Regions from separate parts of the Bombyx mori genome. Here region 1 is linked to region 2. The links are chromatin contacts, called in public Hi-C maps. All regions are on one chromosome and are shown on one strand. The core of a region is the stretch at or near the end of the contact, and the rest is flanking DNA. Distances in the headings are between cores, read along the strand shown. Region 1 overlaps PKG-I (protein kinase, cGMP-dependent, type I). Region 2 has its middle 31 kb from the start of PKG-I.

Region 1 (3,217 bases), core at 97-2,596, 56 kb before region 2:
ATAATTCAAGACTAAAATTAGCCAAATCGGTCCAGCCGTTCTCGAGTTTTAGCGAGACTAACGAACAGCAATTCATTTTTATATATATGGATATATAGATTATTTACAAATAGTTATTGGTAGTATTTCTGTAGCTATTCTGTAGCAAGAAAATAAACTGCCCATAGCATTGAAATTTATTGACAAGTGATGTAGTGACACACTCAACGCTGCTGCTCATGAGTTGTTAGGTCTACTTCGGAGGCGCTCGGGCAGCTGTTAGCAAATCCCACCCCTCCTGGCTGAGCCTTTGCTCGCCCACCTGTCCTGGTGAAACTGGAAAGGCCCCCGGGCTATCATACATCAAGCATAAAAAAAGCTACACTCAACGATCCCATCCGCACAGCCGATGATAGGTAGGGCTGAGGCAGGATAATCCAGGAGATAGTTATCAAAGATGGCCACGATGCTGAGAGCATTGAGGATTATCGACGCAAGAAGGATGTAGTGAAAAGCCGTTTTTCAAAAGACATTGTTCAGATTTTTGTTTTGAATATTTCTGTATGGCACTTTCGGGCACCAAGTCTGTCCTAAAGCGATAAAACTTGAAGATAAAACATAAAGAAACTACTTAATCGTAGTAAAAAGCCCTTTTTCAAAAGACATTGTTCAGATTTTCGTTTTGAATATTTCTCTGTATGGCATTTTCGGGCACCAAGTCTGTCCTAAAGCGATAAAACTTGAAGATAAAACATAAAGAAACTACTTAATAAAAGACTAACGTACATTTGAATCGATGAGGCGGAATTTCAAAACACATTACGGATGCTATCCTCTTGTATATCCTCATACATATAATAAAAAGATAATGTTATTTTAACAAACACTTTGGCGAGACCTCGGCACGAGAGGTTTATTTAAACAAGGAGATTTGAAACTATTGAAGTTTAATTGCAAAGTCGACACCGTAGGTTTTGTTAATACTCGAGTTTTTTCTGGTTAAAATTTTGTACACGAACATTAATCACCGTAGGGCGCGTACAACTACTAGACTACAACCACTTTCAGAAATATTCTATATCGGCTTTGGTTTTTCGATGAATATAAAATAGCAAAGTTAAATATAAATAGACGCTATATCCTATTTTAATTTATGTTTCAATTATCAAACGAGCTTATACATTGTATAAACAATAAACTCAAAAGTAAAAAAAAATCTGAATGAAGAACAACAGTAACAAAATATAACAAACAATAACAGTAATCTAATTTAAAATTAGAGTAGATGAGAATCCATTTACTTTAAAAATAATTTATGCTTTTGCCATCTAGTGGCGAAAATTTGCAACCATAGTTCATCTACTCAATAAATGGTGGCGCTGTAAAATTTACAGATTGTTCTCATAGATGGCGCTTCTTATAGATTCCAATGAATCTAACAATACTCGTTTAGTTGATTTTATTTCAATTAATTGTCTTGTCAAAATGTTTACCAGGATCACGCAAAAATTCACTAATTTAAATATACGATACCAAGTGGGTGAACTGCAATTTTAAAGTATTTTATTACAAATACAGTAAAAGTTTAAAAAATATTTATTTAATCAACCAACTGTATCAGGAAATCGTTTTTTTTTTTCCTACCTATGCTGATAGCCTTGAGAGGCAATGTCAGCTTACCCTAGCGTGTGTAGGTGAGCTCACGGGGCTCTAACCGGAGAGTTGCTAACACTGACCCTAGCAAGAGCAGTGCTTCGCAGAATCTACCACCGGATCGGAAACGCGACCCACTGAGAAGATCCGGCGAGAAACTCAGTGGGCCGTATTTTGTAATAAACAGAATGCATCGAAGATTTTACATTTTCATAATAAACAAAATACTCAAAGGTACCAAACATGGCAAACTGACATTAATCTATTCATTGGCAATTCGTTCACAAAAGCGGTCACCGATTCCAATAACGATGTCCGGAATCGGTTAAATTGATTGCGTCGGCAAAGATCGGCTCGCAGCGCCTCACTGGCCGCCACTAAAAATAGATCACTCAATTGACAATTCATTGTAATTTACCGAATTGAAGATGACAACTTTGTCGTTTTAACACTAATTGAACGTTAGATTTGATGCTTCATAGTTAAAGAGAAGGAAAAAAAAAACATTAGAAAACGTGTTCTAATGAGTGAAACCGGTGCAAGGTAAAAAAATCAGGAAATGAATATAGCAACACTGGAAGTATTAGTAATCGTAATCATTAAGGGCTTACACTTGACAAGCCATGCAAATGCCATAAACATAGCATAGGAAAACTACGAGCACTATATTTTTTTTTATTGCTTAAATGTCTGGACGAGCTCATAGCTCACTTGGTGTTAAGTGGTTACTGGAACCTATAGGCATCTACAACGTAAATGCGCCACCTACCTTCAGATATAAGTTCTAAGGTCTCAAGTATAGTTACAACGGCTGCCCCACCCTTCAAACTGAAACGCATTACTGCTTCACGGCAGAAATAGGCAGGGTGGTGGTACCTACCAGTGCGGACTCACAAGAGGTCCTACCACCAGTAATTACGCAAATTACAATTTTGCGGGTTTGATTTTTATTACATGATGTTATTCCTTCACCGTGGCAGTCAATCGTGAACATTTGTTGAGTACGTATTTCATTAGAAAAAATTGGTACCCGCCTGTGATTCGAACACCGGTACATCGCTCAACACGAATGCGATGGACGTCTTATTCTATGAAACTAAAGGCAAGATGTAAGAATCGATAGATAATAATAAGATAAATCCCAGAGCACTTGAAGCTAGTGCACTAAATACTAAGGAGTAAGTACATCAGTATATCAACAAAGTAACGAAGGCCCTATTTAGATTTAACGTTTCATCATAAAGAACAGCTGTATGCAGTGCATATTATGCCATATTACACATTCACTATTAAAATAGCCGTAACGTGGATGCATATGTAAATAGATGGACATACTTTAATTAATGTCAACAGGTTTGATGGCGATTTAATCCGATAACGCGACGCACCTAGTTCCACTCGTAGGGCTGTCTCGATTACCCGTTTTTATTCACAAAATATTAATACCTATATAATGTATTATTTTATTCAAATAAAAATAAAGTTTACTATGGGAAAAACTATAGCACACATTGAGTTGCTCTATAAAGAGAAACACATTTAAGACTTGCTTCACCACGTTTTTTATGTTTTTTTTATATCTTAC
Region 2 (3,156 bases), core at 606-3,105:
GATGTCACAGAGGCGGGAGCGCGTGATCTAGTCTAGTTCACAATAAATTTAAATTGATAGCGGAAGACAGAGGAGAGACGTGTGGACATATAATATTTGCTGGCCGTAGTCTACGAGATGCGATGCAGCTAACAAACTGTACGGTTGCCAATTCAGGGAAACGAAAATGCTGGAAATTTCTCCTGACAAAAACATATTTTTTTGGTTTGGTTGTATGTTGAACTTATTCTATGTCAACGTTTTATCTTAGATTACCGTCGAGTTGATATATTGAGTAAGAAATCTCAGCGGATTCATCACCTTCTGAGCGACCAATTCTTATGAAAAATAATGATATTGGACGATGGTTATTCGTCTTCATTACTCAGTATGGACTAATCTGTATGATGCTATAACTATGAGAAGCCTCCCTGGCTTGCCCTAAGAAAAATATTCACACGGTCGAATGGTATAATAATGGTATGATGTTAATATTCACCTGATTATTATTTTTATTATTTTATTACAAAATTATAATTTGCGTAATTACAGGTGGTAGGACCTCTTGTGAGTCCGCGCGGGTAGGTACCACCACCCTGTCTATTTCTGCCGTAATGTGTTTCGGTTTGAAGCAGTAATGCGTTCCGGTTTGAAGGGTGGGGCAGCCGTTGTAACTATAGGTACTTGAGACCTTAGAACTTATATCTCAAGGTGGGTGGCGCATTTACGTTGTAGATGTCTATGGGCTCCAGTAACGACTTAACACCAGGTGGGCTATTAGCTCGTCCATTCTAAGCAATAAATATACATATATATTTAAAAAAGCCGCACATTTAGAAAAACGCATTTGTTCCGTTAAAAAAATCAAAATAATGCGTCACACAGGTATCATCTGTTATACAGTATTATTGAACAATAAAACGAACATTCAATATAATTAATAATAAAAACAGAACAGGAACATAATAGCATCATATTAGAGATCTTATCCGGGAAATATTTCAAAGAAATCTGTTAAAGAAAATTGGTTATCTGAAGCATTCACATCGAGTCTGGCAACTCTGTGAATCGAGAAATGAACGATAAGCGCACAAGTTAGGCAAGCGACATCTAATGATATATCTTAAGTAAATTTTCGAGGAATAAACATTATACGGAAATCTAAAAGTACTTTTTCATATGTTTGTTTATGATTTAAATGTGAAGTAATTGACTGTTATCTGTAACAGTATTGTTTCGAAGGAAAATTTCAATAAGTGGATACTTTAAACTGATAGATGCTTCTCTTATCTGTAGCTTTACATGTTTTAGTTTTTTTTTTACATACAATACTTCAGTAATAAAAAAATTAAGAAATATTAAAAAAAAGTATCCAACATCTGGTTTAACAGAAATAAAAGGTATTCGTTAATCGCCATATTTTTCAGAATTATAATTATGATAAATTCGTCACCTTTTTGTTACCATATTTTAAATCGAAATGCTATAAGTCTTTGATTTTTATTCCAGATTCGAATATTTTTAGTAAATAGAAATTTCAAAACTGATACATATAGTTTGACGTTCTTTATGGCGGTAATGTTTGATTTTGGATAATATCTAAAAAGCTTTAGGTAATAATTGTAACACGTGCCTAAAGATGACTGAAACATCAAAATTAGATTTATTGGATAGATAGAGCATTTCATTTCTTGAAGCTGACACATTCTGCATTAGTCACATTCGACCTTGTTCATTTCTATTTTACAGTTGTAATTTGTAGCAATATTCAAGTGAATATTTTTATAGCAAACTAGAAAACTTAATAGAACATCGTTGTTTTAGAGTCGTAACGCCATCTATCGTTATATAAAAAAACGTTACACAAACCGCCATCTATTGGTGAATAGCAAATTAACAAAAACAATAATGTAACTTCAAAAATATTAATAGATGGCACTATTTAATTATGTTGTGATTTTGTATAACGATTATTATATCGGTTGCCAAAAAAAAAAAAGGAAATTCCTGTCAGTTCGAAAATCTTTATGTACAACTTATTATATTATAATTTAATTCAGGTGTCTATGAATATATTTTTATAAGCATTTCCAATTACCTCGTAAACAATGAAGTACCGAGTTATTAGTACCTACATAAGTAATGTATTACTAATTAATTAAGTAGGTAGGTAACAAGCACCTATTAAAAATAATTAAAAATTAATTAAGTAGATAATAAGCACCTATTAAAAACAATAATAAATGGGGAACCGGATTAAATATGACTTGAATGCTTCTTTCTCTAGAATTTAGTTACTTCAAGCTGCACATACAAATCCTTTTGTATTTTAATTCAAACAATCTTACGCAAATTCTATGCGGAACGTGCTAAAATTACCTAATTCATATTTTGAAACTAAATTACTGGACTAAAATTTCAAATACCAAACGTTCTGCATTTAGACTGGGCGTGTATGCTAAGCATACGCAGCCGAGTCGACAACTAACAAGAAAATATTCAACTCCTTATCGCTCAATAACAATTCGAATAACACGACGGAAAGTTTACGATTCGTGTACCTACTACGGGTATGCCACGAAGGCGTCTTCTAAGGTTTATTTCGATATGAAAAACACTATTATTTCATAATGACCTCTGGCATGTTTTTTTATTGCTTAGATAAATGGACGAGCTTACGGCCCGTCTGGTGTTGAGTGGTTACCGGAGCCCGTGGACATCTACAATCTAAATGCTGCCACTCACTTCGAAAGATGAGTTCTAATGTCTCCGTTTTTACAGTATAACTACTGCCCCAGTCTTCAAGCCGAAACGCATTACTGCTTCACGGCATAAATAGGCAGCTGAACAAAAGCTAAAACCTAGTATTTGATTAGAATCCGAATTCATGTCAGCAATTCATTAAATATGTAGTTTTTAGCGAAGATTTACTCATGTTAATATTTTAAAAAAACCACCTCTGGGGAATAATAGTTTTTTTTTGTCAGAAGGAAATTGCCGGACCTCCGCCCTCCACTGGGGATGGCGGGCGGAGCATAACGGAGTCGAACCGACTAAAACCTCCTGTCGCTCAACAAACAACGTCCAAACCTCGCATGAGACAAAACTCATGAAAAGACAAAGGGGGGAAAGTGAAGCGTTTAGTGCGGAGCACATCTCTCCCATCACCCTCCCCTT

The links. A called contact is a pair of places that touch in the nucleus more often than the background predicts.
Region 1: a Hi-C map of middle silk gland shows a contact between it and region 2, with 2.9 times the contacts expected there. The contact joins two enhancer-like sites. A contact is called at or near these places in 3 of 7 Hi-C or Micro-C datasets (middle silk gland, an unstated tissue and whole pupa).

The regions. Positions count from the first base shown.
Region 1 is chr3:6,280,725-6,283,941 of ASM3026992v2, reverse strand. The region is part of intron 1 of PKG-I (protein kinase, cGMP-dependent, type I); the gene reads right to left. Among protein-coding and RNA genes, the nearest start is that of PKG-I, 24 kb to the right of the region's middle. Within about 2 kb of position 1,346, at least 3 of the 8 cell types and tissues checked have open chromatin away from gene starts, as enhancers often do.
Region 2 is chr3:6,225,465-6,228,620 of ASM3026992v2, reverse strand. No RefSeq gene overlaps it. Among protein-coding and RNA genes, the nearest start is that of PKG-I, 31 kb to the left of the region's middle. Within about 2 kb of position 1,855, at least 4 of the 8 cell types and tissues checked have open chromatin away from gene starts, as enhancers often do.